Linked DNA regions of Mus musculus: regions 2, 3, 4, 5 and 6 are each linked to region 1. A link is a contact called in public Hi-C, HiChIP or PLAC-seq, capture Hi-C and promoter capture Hi-C data. All regions are on one chromosome and are shown on one strand. The core of a region is the stretch at or near the end of the contact, and the rest is flanking DNA. Distances in the headings are between cores, read along the strand shown.

Region 1 (3,300 bases), core at 470-2,969:
TTGGTTTCATCTTGCCTCCAGGCAAAACCAACAGACAAAGGAGCTAGTGCTTTCAAGGGTTAGAAACCCAGACCAACCCATCATCACGTGGGACCCCAGTGAATTCTTCAGATAAGCAATCAAGGCTAACCAGTTAGTTCACCCTGGACATAGGGTGGAGAGCCAATCCAAAGCCCTACCCTTCCTTCCTATTGGCTTGTAGCTGTTTGCAACGTGGGTTCTCGAAACCCAGGCTGGCCTTAGTGATCTTACAATCCGAGCTTCATGAGAACCATTATGTGGCCTGGTAATCGGAACCGAACCCTATACAAGTGATCTTAACGTCTGAGTCATCTCTCCAGCCTCCATGTCACCTGCCCTGCAAAGTAAGATTTTTTTTTAATTGACAAATTTAAACTTACCTTGATAGGACACAGTGTCTGCAATGTAGAGTGCCTAACATACCCATCGCCTTCTTTAGCTTCTATTTTCATGAGAAATAATCTGCTTGGTTTGAACTATTATTATTATTATTATATATCATTATTGTTTAAAGAGCCACACTCATGTTTCTGTACCCTTTCACAAATACTTTTAGCCCTTTTCAGCCTCTAATAACTATCATTTCACCCCATATTCATGAGTTCAACTTGTTTTTCTTTTTCTTAGATTTTTGTTTTGGTTTGGTTTAGTTTTTCTGAGACAGAGTTTTTCTGTATAGCCTTGGCTGTCCTGGAATTCACTCTGTAGACCAAGCTGGCCTCGAACTCAGAAATCCGCCTGCCTCTGCCTCCCAAGTGCTGGGACTAAAGGATGTGCCACCACTGCCCAGCTCAACTTGTTTTTCTGATTACAGCGCCCGTCTGTGTAGCCAAGGCTGGCCTTGAACTCACTATAGCAGAAGCTATCTTGGAACCTTCCATCCTCTTGCTTCTACATGCCAAGATATAACAGGCATGCTCGCTCAGGTTTAATCTAGTTTACTGTTATTACTAGTTCGTGTGTACATGATGCAGGTGTGTGGGTGAGGGCGCTTGCGTGTCACCGAGAGCCTAAAGCGACTTCAGGAGTGGGTTCCCGCCTTCCACCCGTGGTTTCAGGGATCGAACTCAAGTCATGGGACTTGTGTGATAAGCACTTTCACACGCGGAGACATCTATTTCACAGGCGGGTTTCCCTTGTGTTTTAAGAATACATAATTCCGTCTCTTTTTCCAAAAAGGCAGCGCCTGGTCCTTCTGAAGTCGCCACAGGTCTAGTAGGTCCCCCTTGCAAAGGGTCCTCTCCGTACATGGCCTGACTTGCAAGTGTAGCTTTCACTGCGCATGCGCAAATCCCCACCCCTGTCTTCTCTTTTGAATCAGTTTGGCAATCCTGCAAACTCTGTTGCCCAGGCCTTCCTGGGTGCTGGCAGTCGCGCTCCATGCACCCACAACGGAACAGGCAGCCAGACTTTGCCCTATTCCTAGTGCGGGTCTCAATCTCTTCAAGGGCGTGCAGGACCGCGAGACGACCCCGGCCTCCCTAACTTCCTAAGTGCAGAACCCAGGAGTCGCCGAGTACCGGTGGGGTGGATTGGGGGTGCCTGCCGTGCTCACTTGCTCAACCAGGCTCTAGATGCTCGGCGGGGAGAAAGAAGGGGTTGGAGGAGGGAAGAGAGAAAAGAGAGGGCTCAAATAGAGTAGTGTAGAGTCTACTTACACAAGCTCACAGAAACTCCTTCCCGGGAGACCGCTCTGAATGCTTCGCAAAGCGCCCAGGACTTGACTTATACTGGGCGGTCGGTGAGGGCGGGGCTTCTCCAGGGAGGGGCAACTTCTGGAAGCTTTGGAGCTTCTGCCCACACACAGCAGGGAAGGGACATTGGGAGGGGTGTGTGTGTGTGTTTAAATATTTTTTTTCTTTTTTGCTTAAGTTCACAATTTATGTTTGCATCAGAAGCAAAGAAAACAAGAAACTACTACACAGTTAATTCAGGAAAAATCCTACCACCTCTGGCCAGCATTAGTTAAGCCAGCTGCTGCTGCTGACTACTTCCTGTCGTGAGGCCGGTGCTAGGTTCTCTGAAACCTTAACAAAGAAGGTGTGCAGTCATGGCATCTAAAAATATATTTCGTAAAGAATAAGGTGAAATAAAATGTAGTTGTGGCAGTGGGGAGATGGAGTCTGCATTGCTTGCTTCCAGCAGCCTGGTGTCCCCAGATCAAGAATCCCGTTCAGGTTAAGTCCCAAAGACAGCTAGTTTATTAATGGTGAGGGAAAACACTTGCTTTCGATGTAAGGATGTAAGCAGAACATTTAGAAATCTATGCTCCCGGGCAATGCCTAAGTCACAGCGCTCAAAGAATATAATTTGCACCTAAGCTTAACTATGGAAGGGGGTGGGGTGCAAGCTGGTTTACTCTGTCCTAAAGACCGCCCTTCTGTAAAGGAAACGTTAGGGAGGCTTCCTGAGGACCGTTGCTCAGGCTCACGGCAGAGAGAGCACCCAGTTCATTAAAAAAAAAAAACAAAAACAAAAAAACAAAAAAACTCTTAAGTCACAAACATTCGTTGAACAATCTTGCTTGAGGTGATGGGCTCAGAACCCCCCCCCCCCCCACCACCACCACCTTCTCCTTAGGCGACCTTGACCTTTTATCTTGGAGTTTCTGATCCCCATAGGGAACCTACCCAGGTTTTTGAGCGATCAGCTTCTCTCCCTTCCTGTCCCTCTTATTTTCCATCTTTGTGTCTCACCTTAGGACCAGCCTGTGGGAGAATGGGTGCCAGATCTCAGCGACTTGTTCATTGATGGGTCACCAAGACTCAGGCTAACTTCCTAAGCCATGCCATAGTGCAAAAATGTTTTAACTCTTTAGTCGCCATCACCCCTTCTTTAGTCTCCGTCTTCTTTTCGTCTTCTTTGAATCCACGGTTTTTACTGTCACTGACTGCTTTTCATTCCTTTGCTCTGGTCATTCAGGAATACATAGAAAGGACTTTTCTGGTTTTTAACCAAATTGGAGTCCTTCTATTTCTTTGTTTACTTATGTGTTCATTTGGTTGAACCCCAGGCCTCACAGATGTCCAGTCTGTACTCTGCCACTGAGCTGTGTCCCCAGCCTCGAGGTTTTTTGGAAGGGGTGAGGGAAGTCTGATTTAATGTCACAGACATCTTCCAAATAGACAGATATAGTTTATTATTTGTTTATTCTATTGTATCGTATTATTCCCTAACTGAGGTATACAACCACTAATTCCTCAAGGCTGGAGTTGCTTCTTCTGGTGTTCTGCTCCATGACTACAATCTATAATGCACCCTTGTATGAAGAACTCCATT
Region 2 (3,300 bases), core at 563-3,062, 820 kb after region 1:
TTCCTTCCTTCCTTCCTTCCTTCCTTCCTTCCTTCCTTCCTTCCTTCCTTCCTTCCTTCCGTCATTCCTTCTCTCTCTCTGTCGCTTGCTTTCTTTCTTTCTTTCTTTCTTTCTTTCTTTCTTTCTTTCTTTCTTTCTTTCTTTCTTTCTCCTCTCTCCTCCTCTTCCTCCCCATCCTCTGTGGGGAGACATGAAACAGTTTCATTCTGACTCAAACTAAGGACATGGAGTTTGGAATGCATCATATAATTAAGGATATTCTGTGGTTGTCGTTTCATAAGAATAGGAGAGAAAAACCTGAGGGCAAAGGAAGGGAGTTAACATTTGAGGAGCTCCTAACACTGAGCAAAGGCCTCAAGCCTGGGAGTCCCACAGTGTCTCATGGATGGCCCTCTGCGTCCCTCTCCCTACCTGGCAGGCTGGGAGACAGTTTTATTTTATTGTGTGCACATGTGAGGGGTTAGAGGGACAACGTTTGAGGAGTTGGTTCTTTCACTTCACCTCATTGTCAAATCTAGGTTCTGTATAAAAGCAGTGTTGTTTTAAAAATTTTATTTATATGAGTACACTGTACACTGTCGCTGTCTTCAGACACATCAGAAGAGGGCATCAGATCCCATCACAGATGGTTGTGAGCCACCATGTGGTTGCTGGGAATTGAACTCAGAACCTCTATAAGAGTAGTCAATACTCTTAACCACTGAGCCATCTCTTCAGCCCTACTTCTGTGAAATCTTAAGAGCACCATTATGTTGAGGTGGCCTAATTGTTTAAATAAATAACAATATTCAAGAAGAAGATCTGCCAGATATCTATAGATCAGTCGTTTCTAGTTATATTTGTATTGTTTACTTTAATGAAGATAATAGGGTATGCAATAGTTTTAGGCAGCTCCTAGATATAAATGAAGTGACAATTTTGCCCAACTCAGGAGATCAGACCCTAGCACTCCCATGAGGCAGATACAGCATTTAAAATTGCTGTTTAGTGCCCTTTCAATATTATTTTCCCAACCAAGGCAGACTGCTCTGGAGGAGATAAAAGACAATGGATACTGTACTAAGGGCTCAACTCTTTGGACTACGTCAGAAGGGGGCCACTGAAGTTAAATGAGACTCTGGTAGTTATTTTGGGTTGGTTTCAATTCTGCATTCTACATGTTTTGTTTTTAGAGAAAGTGTGACAGATAGAGAGAGACCTTTGTGAATCCCAATGTTAAAACCTGTCACCATTTTTTAACAGGAAAACTGGACAAACCTAAGAAGTTCAAGGACTGGAAAAAATGTCTTTCTTCACAGTGAGCCCCACACAGTATTTACGTGTTTGCTAGATGGGCAGATGACCCTCTAACTTGACCTTCGAGACTGAAGCGCCAGTGACAGGTAAGTGGAAAAGGGGACAATGATATACTTTAAAGAGCTGGAAGTAAAGCCCAGTCTATCTCCACCATGGCAGCGAATAAAAGCTCTGGAGAATTCAGTTCGGCCCGAGGCCAGTATAGGAACCATCAATGCGTGAAAAACAACTAGGACCTCACGGTTCTTGCAGACCTGGTTGGCTAAGTGTGCACGTCAGGACCGTAAATCATTTGTAGCACACGCTATTTACGGATGCTCATGCTTCTGAGGTTTCGCCTTACATAAACCCCGCTTAGCTGCAGAAGCCAGTCGGTATGGGGACTTCAGTGTGGAGTTGAAGACATACCACACTGCCTCTTTAAATGTCCTTCTAGTTTTTCTACTGGATGTTCTCTAGTTCCTCTGAGCCACGTAACCCTTTACGATACTAAGACACGCTCCACATTTTTATTTCTTTCTGCGTGTGCAGTGTGGCTGGAAGATCCTAACTCACACTGATGCTTTCTGAGCCCCCAGCGAAGCTGCCAGTGGGCGCACTTCCTGCCGGGAGGTGGGCGGGGCGGGCCGCCTCCTCCTTCAAGCTCCGCCCCACCCTGCGTCCCGCCCTCCCTCCCGGCGGGCAGAGGCTCCGCGGGGGCGGGGCTGAGAGCCGTGGGCGGCGTGGCGCTGCTAGCAGGGCGCAGGGTCGGAGGTGCTGGGGTTTGGCGCGGCTTAGCCCACGGAGCTGTGGTGTAACGCTCGGGAAAGCTCAGCCTCGCGGGCAGGAGAAGCATCGGGCGGAGGCTGCCACCACCAGCTAGTGCAGGGCCTCGGGCCGAGTGGGGCGGAGAGCTGCGGGAGTAAGCGGCGGCCCGGGTCCCGAGCGCTGCGCGCCATGGCGGGCGGGCCCCCCAAGGCCCTGCCGTCCACGGGGCCCCAGTCCTTGCGCGACATGCCGCACCCGCTAGCCGGCTCCAGCAGCGAGGAGGCCGTGGGAGGCGACAGCACGCCCAGCCCGGACCTACTGATGGCCCGCAGCTTCGGTGACAAGGTGGGGCGCTTGGGGCTGGGGACTCCTGGGGCGGAGCGGGAGGAGGATGGATCCAGGACCACCCCTGACACTGGGCCGCGCTCATCCTGGCGCCCCTTTCCCGGAGGTTAGGCGTGCTTTGGCCCCAACAGCCCTTGGCCAAAGCCTGTCCTCTCACTGCCCCCGCGGGGTCGCAGCTGCAGGCTAAGCGGCCAGAGGGCATGTGTTTTCCCTGGCTGAGAGTGGCCCCGAGCGCGGGTGACAGCTGGTGGGGAGGGGTTCGGGTTGCAGCAAGCATGTGGGGACCCGGGGCGTGTGCTGCGGTACTTCGCCTCTGTGTCCCGAGAATGAGGTCCCTCACCCCTCTAGGTGCATTCCTTGAAGAGGAGCTGCAGAATAGGAATAACTTGTTGGCGCCTCCAGTTTCCCCGGACTGCAAAAAAAAAAAGCAAGAGTTAATGGCTAATGGTTTTCCGGGGTGGGTCTGAGCAGCCTTGCTCATCTTCTCCCCAGTCGGTCATGTGGGGAGTGATCTTTGTTTAGGTTTGCTGTTTGCCCCAGGAGTCACCTGACTCCGACCTCAGCGGCGGCTAGAGGAGAGTCTCTGGTTTTCTGTCTAGGGCTTCATTCACCTCTTATAGCGAACCACATTGATTAGGTTTGGCAGTGGCTGGTTTTGTGGTTGACGGAAAGCAAGCTCGCCCTTTGACCTTCTTTGTGCAGAGGGAGGCTCTTGGTCGTTTTGCTATACTCTCCTGCTGCTTTGAGAGACAGCAAAGTCCCGTGGGGAGGAGGAAGAGACTGCATCTCCCCCCTCCCCGCCCCCATCTCCATTTCAGCTGTGACCAGGATTTTGAGCAGCGATTGTATCTGCGCTCCTGCTGCCACTTAGTCACGAGTTGCAGACATTCCAATTGTTCTTAGCACTTGAGA
Region 3 (3,300 bases), core at 249-2,748, 740 kb after region 1:
GATCGTTACCCATCGATACTGTCACTTACTGTAGTTAGGCTGTGCCACCCACATGTGTGTTACGTGTGACCTGAGAAAGTAGTGCTTCGTCTAGTATTTTGAGCCAGCACTTAGCGGCTTCTTCGGAAGGAAATGTAGTCACCGTGCAGTGCCAAGCTGCTGTTCCGCATGTGTTGTTCCGTTCCAGAGAGAGCCTTCCTGCCACACACCTGCAGAAAAGAGAACAGCAATTCTGTTTGCCACTGAGAATCTTCTTCTTTTAAACTTGAGCATTTTTATGGCAAAGTCCAGTAGAAGACAGTGGGGCAGCAGGGCCTCCCCGGTCAGGTATTTTTAGTTTGAATGGTGTAGCAGCAGAAGCCTTCGAGGTGCACACATTGTCTTAGGTGTCAGCATGGCTCACATAGAATTGCATCTATAAGAGTAACTAGTAACTTAGGGGCTGGAGAGATGGCTCAGTGGTTAAGAACATGTATGGCTCCTCTGGAGGACCTGAGTTTGAGTCCCAGCTATCATATATATATATATATATATATATATGATAGTCCCACATATCAGGTGTCTGTAATTCTAGCTACAGGCCAAAACCTCTGCACATACTTACACATAATCAAAGATAATAAAAATTGAATCTGAATAAGACATTTAAATTTAATGTATACCTAATGTCAGCTTTTGTGTCAAGCATTTGCTTAGGGCTGAGGTGGTTCACGGCCTTATATCCATCAGGTCTTTTTACCTGTCTGTCCATTCAGTCCCTGGTGTTTCCTTCTCTACTTGGTGGCACCACACACACTCCAAAGACAGGAAGAAAGCTGCTCCAACAGACTAACTCCATCTACTGCACTCACTCTATAGTCAACACGGGGCAAATACCATCACACTCTTACTTAGACTGTCATAAAATATTAAGCAAAGAAGGCTGCTTCTGAAAGAGCCTTTTACACCAACATGCGAAAATCCCTCCCTTACTGCAGCCCCCCCCCCATCAGTTCAATAGGTAATAATTACAGGATTCCTTTCATGAAGGAATAATCTCCTTAGCTACACAGAAGCTTTTTGTGTGGCTGTCAGGGGCATAGTGACAACCAGTGCTGTGTTTGGACACATTGGTGCTAGAATTACTGATTTAATTCTAAGATAATTAAAACTAATTCGTCAAGGCCCCTGCCATGTCTTTGCTTAGAGCAGCAGTTCTCAACCTATGGATTGTGACCCTTTTGGGGGTGTTGAATGACCCTTTCACGTGGTTCACATATCAGATATCCTGCATACCAGATATTTATATTAACAGTTCATAACAGTAGCAGAATTACAGTTAGGAAGTAGCAATAAAAATAATTCTATGGTGGGGGGTCACCATTATATGAGGAACTGTATTAAAGGGTCACAGCGTGATTTACCTGCTCATGCCTACCAGAATATGCTTTGAATGTCCGCCCCTACGGGGGGCGGTGGGGGGGGGAGGAAGCAATAAAAAGGAACTGAGGTCCGTGTGGTGCAGCACAACTCTGCTGTGCTCACCCAGCCCCAGAGCCGAACCGCAGCGTTTCTTGATTCTGGTATTGGGAGATTTCAGACACCAACAACTGCATGGCTTCAGTGATGAAGTCTCTGGGTTCACAGTGGGCATGTGTTTGAATCCTGCTTCCAGCTGTTTTTCCACCCTCGGATCTTCTGTTTTGAATATCTCCCTATCCTAAGACCTTTATGTCCTACTGTAGTTTTTTGAACAAACCGTATGTATACTTGGTAGGTTTTTAATTTATTGTTTCTATTTCCCCCATGACTGTAAACATACTTGTTGCAAAAGTTGGACACAGAGTTGCCAGATCAACCTTGTACTAAGGGATCATTTCCCTCTCCTATGCAGTAATGTAAACATGTAACTAAAATCCCATAGGTCTGGCGAGGAGACTGAATGGATGGCCCTACTTAAATTTACCAGAATCAGTATGTGATGCAAGTGTCGACTGCAAGGAAGAATCTCATGCCTTAGTGGGATGGAGGCTGTATTCTGCTCCAGGGAGGTCCTCTGTTCTGCTTCTAAGTTGTAGAGATGTGTTTGCAGCTCCTTTTCTTCCATCCCTAAGTACTTAGGGAATAAAAAGACAGACTTATCATTGTTGTTTTATGGTTAAGACCAGGCGTCTGTTTGGAAATACCGTAATCATAATTAATGCTTAAGGGATGTCATTGAAACCACAGAGGGCTGTGCCGTGCTTTGGGGGGGGGGGGGGGGCGGGGGGGTGTGACTTGCCCAAGTTGGTCGATTGGCATCTTCCTGTGTGTCTTTTAGCCCCTGGCTTCTATATGATTTATGTGGGAAAAACATGTGTCTCTGTCACTCGTGTCATATTTTAAAATGTCTTTAAGCTGCTACAGTTATAACTTGTGATGGGAAGCAGAGAAAGGTGAGTCCAGGTGAGAGAACCATGTGTTAACATGTCAGATGTATGATGCTCTCTAGTCAGGTGATCCTCTGCCTGTCAGTGTTTGTAATACAGAACTTTTGTGACCAAGAGTATATATGGTATCACTTTCATTTTTGTTTTGCTGCTCACTGACCTTTCACACTAAGATGTTTCATTTTTCTCAGCTCACTGTTCTGCCTTCATTACTGTCTGTGTACTTGTGCTTTAAATAAAACTCTAGTTTTGTGTCCCAGTGGTCGGTTCCATCATGTATATAACATTTGCCTCTAATGTAGTGAGATTTTTCTGTTGTTGTTTTTATTTATGTATACATTTGTTGGTACAGCCTAAACTTTATGGAAATAAGCAACCCAATAAATTCAGCTAATGGGTGTTGATGGTGTCTCCAGTGAGCGCCTGTTCAGTCACACTGTCTTTTCTATATTTGGATCTGACAACCAGTTTTCAGTTAATAAACTATTTTCTGCAAAGTAGCTGTTTTTGTAACTTTACCAATTTAAAAAAGCAGGTCCCAATTTGAAAAAAAAGAATCAAGTTGTTGGCCTGGTATACTGCAGTGGTCCTGGGATATTATCACTATGTACAGAGCCAGGGACTCCATATACATGCATGTAACCATGAAGGGAACAGTACTGAAAGAGGAAGCATTTATACACACAGCTATTTACACAAGCAGGTAATAAAATTCTTTTGTAGCTCTGTAGCTGGGTTATTCATGGTCTTCCTGTAGTTCCAGGCCAATTTATGGAATAGGATGTTCCACAGCATTTATTTGTTTGTTTATTTATTGTGGGAGGGTATGCAGGCGTGTCTGTGGTGTGTGTGTGTGTGTGTGTGTGTGTGTGTGTGTGTGTGCCAACAAAGT
Region 4 (3,300 bases), core at 321-2,820, 720 kb before region 1:
TTAGTTTTCTAATTTTAGTTTTTAAAGGTGAATCAGGTCAATTGATGTCCCATTTAGCTTGTGTCCTCTGGATCCGAGTGTCCCTCTGGGATAAAGGAGGTTGGTAGAGCAGTCACAGAGCTAAGCATGTCCCCTTACACCACCTCCTTCCTGGCAAAACAAACTTGTCAACCATCCCCAGCCCACTTTCTACCGTCCTCGTACCACATTCATGGGCTCATGCGAATACTGGAATCCCAGTAAACAACTGGACCCTGACCTCACCTAAGACCTTGGTCCTCACTTCAGGCTCCCTAAGAAGGTTCTGACGCCTGCTGCACTACATACGCAGAGAGACAGAGAGTGGTACCCACAGGTCATGCTGCATATTTCAGAGACATTTACTTACGCCACCTGAGAAATGGAATTTAGGCACGTGCACAGCTGTGCTCTAAATCCCCATGGGGCACAGCTGGCTTAGGTCTACAGGCCTCCTGACAGCTCTCTTGGCTGTTCCCATGCAGCTAGCTAATAGCGACCAGGACAGGTGCAGGACTCCAGCCTTTCAAAGTTTCACTTCTTTTATCAGCAGCGCTGATTTTGTAAAGTATGAAGGTTACCAACCCATTCCTACCCAAATTTCCTGGTAACCCAGTAGGGTGTCCTAGGGACCCAGGTGTTCCTAATAAAACTTTGACACATCTGGATAGGACCGAGCCCTCAGGCTGTACTAGACCCTGCCAATCAAGCACACAGGCACCCTACAGGACCTGCCAGGAAGACTGGGGGCTATGAGTGCTTTGGGTTTAACTTCCTTGTCAAGATGAAACTAAAGAACATTGGAAATAAGGCATTCCTCTAGTCACTAGTAGTTGGTCAGTGCCAGGCTCCTTGTCACAGAAGTAGCTCTTCATTGTGCTTCATATCCCAAAGTGCAACAACCCGAAGAAACCTCATTTCCATAGTGAGGGTCAGTATTTGCTGCTTTCTGAGCTCTGAGAAAGAGATTTCCTGTCACTCTATAGTTTTCCTACCCTCTGTTCTTCCTGTTAAAACAGTCTTTCTCCATTTTCTTTTTTAAAAAGTTACTTTAAATAAGCTTTTTGTGCACTGTAGTGAGTAGCCAGTTATAAGCCCTGTAACAAATATTTATCCTTAAATTCTGTTAGAAACCAGGGCTATCTCATTCCTGATGTTTATGTCTGAGCTTTATTTGCACACAAATCCTGGTTATTCTCTCACCCTGCTATCATGAGAGAAACACTGTAATCCTATTGAAGTGTTTGGGACTGGAGTGTCTGTTTATGTGTCTCTGGTACATACATGAGATATCACATATCCTGCTTATTATTTTGCCCAAGTTCTGTTTTGCAAGTTACCATAGACATCAGTTTTTAATCCAGTAAGAACAGTGTGATATGCAAAAGTGTGTTATCATACAATGCCAAGTTCAACTGTCAAGTTTCAAACAAATGTTTACATCAATCTTCTGCGGCAAACCTTCATTACTTGATGTGTGGGGGAGTTAAACGTCCATCTGGGTATGAGTTAGAAGTCTACTTACTGCCTGTGAGTCAGGCATGGACTAGGCTGTGGATTGTGCCATCAGCTGGCCTGCTGCATGACACAGAATTGTCTCCACCAGCCACAAATTACATCTGTCTATGCCTCTATTTGTTAGACAATCTGGCACCAGGGACAGCTGAGAAGAAAGATTTTAAAACAGCTCATTTGATTGATGTGTTTAAAGCTATCTCTAAATCCAAATAAAAAGCTAGGTGCTATCAAGAACACATAAATCAAACATGACCCTCTTTGAGCCCTGACAGGGTCTGGCTAAGGCCACGTGACACCCACGTGTGCAAGCTACAATTGACTTACATTCAATGTTAGACCAACCAACCAACCCACCCACCCCATATTAAGGACTCAGAGGCCTTGGCTTGTACTGCACCATAAAATAGGTCACATTTTAAAGTTGGCTCAGCTGTGAGATGTAGTGCAAGGCCCAGCATGTAAGCCATGATGAGACCAAACTCAATGGTGGAGCTTAAGATTTCTGTGAAGTCTCAGTTAAAAATGCAAAACATGGTTGATGCCCAGGAGGCTGTTGGGAGATCACCTGGGACCAATGAGTGGGCACAATACATGGTGTTATAAAATAATGATACTTGGTAGCTAAATGCCAATCACTTGAACTTCACATTGGGAGAACCCAGTGCTGGGCCGTGAGGAGTTATGGTAACAACTTTTTATGCCTATGAAAACTCTGTTTGTGGGACAGTACAAAGTACAGCATCAGGTAGAGCTCAAATCAAAACAACCCCCCCAAAACGCCCCTTTTGTTGCCTGTCATTCTCACTGTCAACAACCAACACCAGCTCTATCTAATGTATGCTATGAGGAATTTTCTAGAAGAGTGTGAAGCTCTAGAAATCAACCACAAGCCTAAATACGTAAACTAGAAATCTGAGTGAAAAACAAGGTCATGGCTGGGAGGCACTTTTTCAAGTTCAGCCCAGGAGCTGCTGGACCCTGTGACTTCCTGTCACCATGGCTGATCCTTCAGACTCTGCTGCTGCTGCCATGCGCCATGATGAATGAACCCTAAAGCAACATTTTGCTTTGTTTTTGCATGAAGAATCTCATTGGCTCATCCTGGTCATGTGATCATGCGATATGCTTTAGTTACATGGAAAGTAGAATCTGGAAGCTGCAGCATCATTAATGATAGACAGGGTCTTGATGCCATAGCAGGTCCTGAAAGTGGAAGGGTGAAGGGCCTGGAGACTTAGGAGCAAAACTACATGTCTGTGCACACACACACACACACACACACACACACACAACACACTATAGCAGTGGTGAATTTCTGCATTAGAAACTTTAGATTTTTGTTTACTTATTTACACATAATTAAAAACTTGCTTCTATCTTTTCTAATTTGTTGTTGTTGTTGTTGTTGGAGATTGAACCCAGAAGTTTATACATATTAGGCAGGTGTTCCACTCCTGAGATGATATCATGAGGTCTGAGAATAACCCATGAGGCATGCAAAGTGATTCTGTCTGTTCCTTTTAATTTTTTTCCTTTGCACCCTTCGGCATATAGCTTTCACTTGGCAGCCACAAAAAGGCACAAAATGAAAGAAAAATCATGCAAGAATAGCTCTCATATCCCTGCATCCTATGGAATCCACTTCCTGGGATTCTTCCCCAAATACTCCTTTTCCTGACCTCCTATGTGCCTAGTTGACTTCTCAGCTCAAACGCCAATCTGTGTGAGCATCCTCAGACTCCCATGTGTTCTCAGCACACCTCT
Region 5 (3,300 bases), core at 246-2,745, 640 kb after region 1:
CACCCGGGAGGGAGCTCACACCCATCTGGAATTACAGTTCCAGGACATTTGACACCCTCTACTGGCCTGGGAAGGCACCGAGGGCATCTCTGGCACAGAGATATCCATGCAAGCAGAACAACCCCCACACACATAAAAAAAATTACATTTTGTATCAAATTTTCTATAGAATAGTAATGTTAGTAGCACCAGTTTTGTAGCGTTCCTAGGACTAACTGAATTAACAACTTACTAAGTGCTTGGCACAGACATATCTGGGAGGTGCTATGAAAGGGGTTTTTAAACACACAGCCTTGTCTCAGTGGTGCCATGCTGTGTAGGTAGCTTTTAGTGCCTTGTGTATCAGAGCACCTCTGAGAGTTTTAGCTGTTACAACGGCCCCACTCCTGGGGTGGGATGAATGTGTAGATGCCAAAGTACAGCTCTGAGCTCAGTGAGTCTACTCTTGAGCCAAATACAAATGATGGCCAGCAACATGGATTCAGATTACCCTGGAAGACATGCTCCACTGTGGAAGTAGTTACATTAGCTTTTATTATTATTATTATTATTATTTACAGAAAAAAGGAAGTCATAAAATCAAGGCAATTACCAAATGGCAAGGCCTGCAGGTTGGTGGATTACAGCAAAGTGGGCCAAATTTACAAGTTTCAGGTACTGATGAGATTTGTAGCTTTTGAATCAGTGGAAGCTAGAGGTCAGCTGACAATACATTTCTTCCTTCTTTTTACTATTACTACTACTATTATTATTAGTGGTCGTTTTGCCAGCATGTACGTCTGCACCGCTCTGTCGTACCGCGGGGACTGAACTCCAGACTGTTGTGAGATACTGCCGGGAATCAACTTGGTGTTCTGGAAGAGCAGCCAGTGCTCTTAACCACTTTTTTAGCCACTGCTAAAAAAGACATATTAAAGAGTTTCCTAAGGTCATGAGGGTATTAAGTTTGATGGGTAGGCAATAAATAAATTATTAAGGCGTGTAGAATCTTTAACACCTTGCACTATTCTTTATTTTTTTCCCTGGGAACTCCAGTTTATTAGATGTGTGTGTGGATGCGATGCGGTGGGACATTAGGACACTATGGAGTAAGTACACTGCGGGTCCCAGGCCACCCGGCACAACTCTGTCTGAGGTGTCACACACCTCTAACGCGATCAAGCTCTGCTTACTTCAAGTGTTTAGGCTGAAGTGCGCGGAGGCCAGGACAGCGGACACGCGTGGAAAGTGGCACAGACCGTGCGTGGGTTCTGTACCTGTCGGAGCGACGGGGGCCGAGCTCGGCCGGCTCCGGGCTGCTCGCGTCGCTGACAGGAGCTTGGCCCGCGCCCCCTCAGGGCAGCGAGCGCCGCGGGTCGAGCGCCTTCCGCGGGCGTCGCTACACACTTCCTGTAGGTCCCGCCGCCTGAGGAGCGCTTCCGGTGCCGGCTGAAGCTGGGGTCCGAGCCCCCGCCCCGCCCCTCTCCGGCCCCGCCCCGCGCGGCCCCGCCCCCGCGCTCCAAGCCGGGCGCGCGGAGCCCGGGGCGCACGGAGCGGCGCGCGCCGGTGGCCGAGCCAGGCTGGCGCCTGCGCCCCCCCCTCTCATCGCACCACCGCCGTCACCCGCCGCGCAGCCCGTGGGGCGCCCTTCCCGGTTCACCGACTCCGGCCCCGGGGCCTCCGGCTGTGGTGCTGCCGCCCTCCGTCCCGCCGTCCCTCCCCGTCCAGCTCGGGCCGCCGGGCTCCCGCAGGCCCCACCGCCCGCGTTCCTATGGACAGACGCACAGACACCTGCAGGTGGGTGAGAGCCCGCGCGGGGCTGGGGAGCACGCGGGCGCGGGGCCTCTTTGTGTGTGGGCGGCCGCGCCGTGACCCTCAGAACCTTCCTTTTGTCTGCTCCGGGCCAGCGAGGCGGGAGGGCGCTAGGGGCGGAGGGGTCTGCGGGCGCAGAGCGGGGCGCGCACCGGTTCGCGGCCGGCGGCGTCTTGGCGGGGACTGTCGGTGCGCCGGCGTCCCCCGAGCTGGGCAGGAGGGCGGGACGGAGGAGGAACGGTCTGCCTAGCTAGTTGCAGAGTCTGAGACACCTCGGGGCTCTGCCGGACTAGCTTGGTTGTCCGGAGGTACCGGGAGGTGCGTGTGGGGCGTGTAAAGGAACGTGCGGCGCTTTGCTCCCTTATTTATTGTTTCTAACGGAGGAGGGCTTTCTCCCAAAAGCTCCCCCCAATCTGAGGCTGCGCACAGTGATTTGGGTTTGTTATCAAATAGATCAAGAAACCTAGTGTCCTGGAGAGAGGAGGTTGAGCTGACCAGCAACAAACACATCAGATGAAACAAACAAACAAACAAACAGACAAACAAAAAATGTTTGTGGTTTTCTTACGGCTGACTTTAATTTAAAATGTTAAAGGTCAGGCAGTGACTTAAATGGAGAAAATCGAACATGGCTGATTTTTTTTTTTTTTAATATTTTTAAAGAAATTGTTTTGAAGTTGTGGAGTAAAGTTTTTTCTTGTGGTCCTTAGGATTATCACCGATAGAGTAGTCTACCTACTAAACAGTTAATTGGAGTGTCATGTAGTGACAGCTTTTATGGTAGGGCTTGCATTAGAGAGTAAAACAATGATAGTCTTTCCATGCAGGCTAAAACCTTTGTTTTCCGTTTTAAGATAGGAGATTTTTTTTTTTTTCATAGCATATGAAGAGAACGTGATGTTAGAAGTGATTTTTCCCAGCGGTATTTCCTTATTTTACATGATACATTTATTCCTTACATGCGTACAAACCAAGGGTAGGGTTGTTGTACGTTAGATATAGTGTTTTGAAAGGTGGAAGGTAGTAGCTCTGTTTTTTCTTATTTGATTAGCTGGCTTACTTCGTGAACAGTTGCTATGTGTTCATAAATGATCAAATAATAAATGAAGTACATTAAGCATTCATAAAATTCATTTCACAGACTCACGTTTCTATGTAGGTATTGGGTTATGCACTATGTTAATCTGTTTGTTCCTCACTTTTAGAAACTTTATTTTTGTCTACTGTGAGAATTCATATTGACATACATAAGTCTGACTGTTACCGGGAAATGGTTTTTGTTTTTAATAGTTTTGAGGAGCACTAAACAGCCATTTGGAGAAAATGGAAGATTCCTTTAAAAAGAAAATCTAAATTTGAAGGGAAAAATACTATGGTATGAAAGCTCCTTAAATTTCTATTAAGTTGTTAAAATTTTAAGAAAAAATACAATTCAATGTACTTTTATTCAAGTACCCTATTTTTTTCATAAAAGAATTTAATATGCTTAAAATAGTGACTTTTTTGTGA
Region 6 (3,300 bases), core at 574-3,073, 590 kb after region 1:
CCTGATGATTAAGGATGTTGAACATTTTTCAGGTGCTTCTCAGCCAAAGAATTCACTGCTACCAGACAAATATACAGACCATTCAGTAAAAGCAGTCAAGGGCCAAAGGAACATTTTAAACTGTCCATATCTCTCTGAAACATTTGGAATTTACAAAGACAAACTGGCTACTCACACCTCCTAGGTAAGGACAGAGATTTTGTTCCTTTCTACCTGCTGTTTCTTCTCACTTAAGAGGTACTAATATTTGTTGAATAAGTACACTCTTCTAGAATCATCAATAATCATTATTATAGGTTACAAACTCACGTGTCAATAGCTAATGGTCAAGGTGATAAAAGGGTAAACAGCCACAGTTTAATAATACGTTTTTATTTGAATATTTAATTAGGGCTAGAGAGATGGTTCCCTGGTTAAGAGTGTTGTGCCCAGATTGTAAAAATCCCAAGGAGAGGACCAGGAATCATACCCCACTGTAATCGCATGAGGGTCTTTATTTAAGCTCGAGCTTGGGCCACCAACCTTCCTGACAGAACAGGAAAGAGTGAACCCCCAGGCCTAAGTAAAGGGGGTTTATAAAGAAAAAAACCCGCAAGCGGGTTTTTGTGTTGGCAATATAGGAGAGGGTAAAGGAATGCTGTCCTTTAAACCTGATAACATTTGTTCAGACAGCAGGGCAGAACCGTGTAGCTGAAAAGGTACCTTTCTGACCTGGGAAGAGTAACTTGTGCTATCAGAACCGCTTCTGATATGTTTACAACCGGCCACAGCTGTCTGGGAACGTTTGTCTCTTTTTCATAGTCTAAGAGTGGGCTATTATCATTTCAAGGGTATTGGCTTCGGTTTCCTTCAACAGCAAGGAGCCATCTGCACTGTGAGAAATGTTGGTTGTTAATCAAAAGGGGTCGAGTTTAAGTGACGTGGAGGCTAGGGTATGCTGCTTTTCTTTTGTTCTCAAGGCTGGCATTTGCCTTTCCCCACCCCCCGCGGGGGTGGGGGTATCGTCAGGGAGAGGGAGGGAGTAATAACTGCTCTAGCTGCGCAGGGTCAGGAGAGTGTAGGATTTGATGTGCAGGTTTCTCTTGTCTGAGCACTGGCTGCTCTTCCAAAAGATCCAGCAAGTTTGACAATTAGGAGAGTATATACCTACCTGTCTTAAGTTGTTTTCTGAACTAAGCTTTAGATAACAACCTCGTTAGCATCTTTTTCTCCCGCTACAAAATACAAAACAATTTCATTTCCTGGGTAGCTCAGTTAGGTATAACTCCAAGAACGAAACTGAATCCCAGACTCGACCTCATTCCGGCATTCATTCCAGGACTGAGGATTCCTTCTCCAACCTTGATTTCTGTGGCCCGGATCATACGATGAACGCTTGCGGGAGACCTTTGCAAAGATCTCTTCCAGAAACTCCTGTCTCCAGACACTGGAGGTCAGGCTAAATTTAGATTCAGTGGCAGCGAAAATGAGAGTGACCGGCTTCTGCAAAAAGCATTTTTCAGATGTCTACAAGTGTTCTTCGGAGAGAGCGCCTTGGCTCGGGGACAGACAGGGGAAAACGACGCCCAGCACCCTCAAGTCAGTCCCCGGAGCGCCCCTCAATCCGCCATCTGGCTGGCTGGGAGCCGTCGATGCGCCGAACCTAGGCTGAGGAGGAAAAGCCTACGTAGTAATGATGCTCTAGACACGCCAGTGGCCCACAGGAGAAACTGATTGTCACCTACAGACTCGGGAAAGGGGCGGGGCGGAGGTGTACTCCAAAGCGCCTGCGCAGAGCGTTGGTTTCCTGGGTGTCGTTTGTAGAACTGCGGGAAGAACCGCCCAGTGCCCGGTGTGCGCAGGCGCACACCGTCTTGTAAGCTCTCGGTCTTGTAGGATCTCGGTCTTGTAGGAGGGCCGGTCCCCGAGCGGGTCTCGGGGCGGGGCCCGGGGCGCGGCTAAATGCGGAGAGAAAGTTCGCCTGTCACTCACAGCTCGCTGCTGTTCCACTGCCACCAAGTTCTCTGAACTGCGAAGGTCATGCTGCCCAACACTGGGTAAGAGGACGGGGGTGGGATGGGGTCAGGGGCCAGTCGGCAGGTCGCCGGCGCAACCCAGAGCCGCGCGCTCTGGAACACCGGTTCGCGGAAAGATAGAGTCGCTGGGACCTGCGCATGCACGAGAACCCAAAGTTCTGTACTACTGAGACTCAAAAGTTGTACACTGCAAGGGGCAGTGGTGTCAGATACTCCACGGGGAAAGGTCGCGAGCGTAGGTGTCCCCGACGACCCGTTGTAGCCCCATCTCGCCTTTAGCTTGGCCTGGTGACAATGTTGCTTTCATCTTCTAGGCGAAAGGTCGCTTGAGACAGTGACTTCAGATTTTCTGTTTGTATGCTTGATTGTAGAATAATAGAAGAATGGTGTTTTGAAAATGGTTTTCAAGTTAGTAGCGAGTTAAAATGTTACAATACGAACATTTCTGGTAAGGGGTTTATTTATTTATTTTACTTAAAAATGAAGTATATTTATCCCAGCCTAGCCAGGTGCGGTGGCGCCTGCTTTTAATGCCAGCACTCAGAAGCAGGGTCAGAAGATCTATTGATTCGAGGCTGTTCTGGTCTACATAGTGAGTGTGCTAGGCTCACTCTGTCAGCAAACGCTACAGAGTTAGAACCTTGTCTACACCCCCTCCCCCAAGCCCACTTATATAGAGACACAATTGTGCAGCCAGTCACCAGGACTTTACAAAATCAAAACAAATACCCATTAAACAATGTTCTTCCCGATTCTTCTTGCCCTTGGTTCCTGCTGAACTCAGGTAGGTCCACTATGTTCTATAAAGTTTATCTTAAGCAGAGTGACAAGTTAAGCCCATTCTGTAATTAGTTTGACACATATAGACAGCTAAAAGACTTAAATAGTTCAAAAGGGTATAAGTCTCTTTAAAACTCCAGTTTCTTTCTGTTTGTATTTTTTGTACTTATCAACATATTTTGTATACCTTACAGGGATACCTTCTTTTTAGAAAATAGTAGCAAACTCCATTTTGGGCTTGCTGTTTTTACCTGACATGTCTTGGCACATACTTAGGTTTCCAGTACACACAGCTTGTCTTTGTCCTCTTGTTTTGTTTGTTGTTGTTGTTTTGAGACAAGGTTTGTCTGTGCCCTAGCTATCCTGGAACTCTCTCTGTAGACCAGGCTGGTCTTGAACTCAGGGAGTTCCTCCTGCCTCTGCCTCCCCAGAGTTGAGATTAAAGGCATGAGCCTGTCCTTGTCCTCTTTAATGGTTGCAAACTATTATTGAAGACCATTATGTA

What was found. A called contact is a pair of places that touch in the nucleus more often than the background predicts. HiChIP or PLAC-seq counts read pairs in DNA pulled down with a chosen protein or histone mark. Capture Hi-C pulls out chosen DNA fragments and counts their contacts.
Region 2: a contact with region 1 is called in a promoter capture Hi-C map of liver, with 4 times the contacts expected there. The contact joins the promoter of Snx30 here to the promoter of Ptgr1 in region 1. A contact is called at or near these places in 3 of 39 promoter capture datasets (the C10 cell line, liver and pre-B cells), 1 of 115 datasets of contacts at active chromatin or transcription factors (the 230-238 cell line) and 2 of 9 other capture datasets (adipose tissue and liver).
Region 3: an H3K4me3 HiChIP or PLAC-seq map of the 230-238 cell line shows a contact between it and region 1, with 12 times the contacts expected there. The contact joins the enhancer-like site here to the promoter of Ptgr1 in region 1. A contact is called at or near these places in 2 of 39 promoter capture datasets (the C10 cell line and the HPC-7 cell line), 2 of 115 datasets of contacts at active chromatin or transcription factors (the 230-238 cell line and large pre-B cells) and 1 of 9 other capture datasets (embryonic stem cells).
Region 4: a contact with region 1 is called in a Hi-C map of tail fibroblasts, with 5 times the contacts expected there. The contact joins the enhancer-like site here to the promoter of Ptgr1 in region 1. A contact is called at or near these places in 12 of 39 promoter capture datasets (the 3T3-L1 cell line, 3T3-L1-derived adipocytes, the HPC-7 cell line and 8 more), 3 of 15 datasets of contacts at CTCF or cohesin (the NIH/3T3 cell line, large pre-B cells and pro-B cells), 33 of 484 Hi-C or Micro-C datasets (3T3-L1-derived adipocytes, B cells, the C2C12 cell line and 19 more), 10 of 115 datasets of contacts at active chromatin or transcription factors (the NIH/3T3 cell line, astrocytes, craniofacial prominence and 7 more) and 1 of 9 other capture datasets (embryonic stem cells).
Region 5: a capture Hi-C map of macrophages shows a contact between it and region 1, with 4 times the contacts expected there. The contact joins the promoter of E130308A19Rik here to the promoter of Ptgr1 in region 1. A contact is called at or near these places in 8 of 39 promoter capture datasets (the 3T3-L1 cell line, the C10 cell line, fetal liver and 3 more), 3 of 115 datasets of contacts at active chromatin or transcription factors (the 230-238 cell line, bone marrow-derived macrophages and large pre-B cells) and 3 of 9 other capture datasets (adipose tissue, liver and macrophages).
Region 6: a promoter capture Hi-C map of liver shows a contact between it and region 1, with 9 times the contacts expected there. The contact joins the promoter of Hsdl2 here to the promoter of Ptgr1 in region 1. A contact is called at or near these places in 13 of 39 promoter capture datasets (the 3T3-L1 cell line, the C10 cell line, the HPC-7 cell line and 8 more), 2 of 15 datasets of contacts at CTCF or cohesin (large pre-B cells and pro-B cells), 27 of 484 Hi-C or Micro-C datasets (B cells, the Ba/F3 cell line, CD4 T cells and 14 more), 18 of 115 datasets of contacts at active chromatin or transcription factors (the 230-238 cell line, the SCID.adh cell line, T-cell acute lymphoblastic leukemia and 13 more) and 5 of 9 other capture datasets (adipose tissue, embryonic stem cells, liver and 2 more).

The regions. Positions count from the first base shown.
Region 1 is chr4:58,985,359-58,988,658 of GRCm38.p6, forward strand. Ptgr1 (prostaglandin reductase 1) reads right to left here and starts at 1,720. Exons shown (of 10, transcript NM_025968.3): 1 at 1,680-1,720.
Region 2 is chr4:59,803,838-59,807,137 of GRCm38.p6, forward strand. It overlaps Snx30 (sorting nexin family member 30), which reads left to right and starts at 1,813. Exons shown (of 9, transcript NM_172468.2): 1 at 1,813-2,388. The coding sequence starts at 2,233.
Region 3 is chr4:59,726,548-59,729,847 of GRCm38.p6, forward strand. The region is part of intron 2 of E130308A19Rik (RIKEN cDNA E130308A19 gene); the gene reads left to right. Among named protein-coding and RNA genes, the nearest start is that of Inip, 56 kb to the right of the region's middle. Within about 2 kb of position 1,499, at least 20 of the 459 cell types and tissues checked have an H3K27ac peak or open chromatin away from gene starts, as enhancers often do.
Region 4 is chr4:58,267,516-58,270,815 of GRCm38.p6, forward strand. It overlaps the pseudogene Gm30907. Among named protein-coding and RNA genes, the nearest start is that of Musk, 17 kb to the right of the region's middle. Within about 2 kb of position 1,571, at least 18 of the 459 cell types and tissues checked have an H3K27ac peak or open chromatin away from gene starts, as enhancers often do. A contact at or near this core is called in the C2C12 cell line, the HL-1 cell line, the NIH/3T3 cell line and 1 more, where this site is marked.
Region 5 is chr4:59,624,716-59,628,015 of GRCm38.p6, forward strand. It overlaps E130308A19Rik (RIKEN cDNA E130308A19 gene), which reads left to right and starts at 1,496. Exons shown (of 4, transcript NM_001015681.2): 1 at 1,496-1,776.
Region 6 is chr4:59,579,740-59,583,039 of GRCm38.p6, forward strand. Hsdl2 (hydroxysteroid dehydrogenase like 2) reads left to right here and starts at 1,824. Exons shown (of 11, transcript NM_024255.3): 1 at 1,824-2,036. The coding sequence starts at 2,020.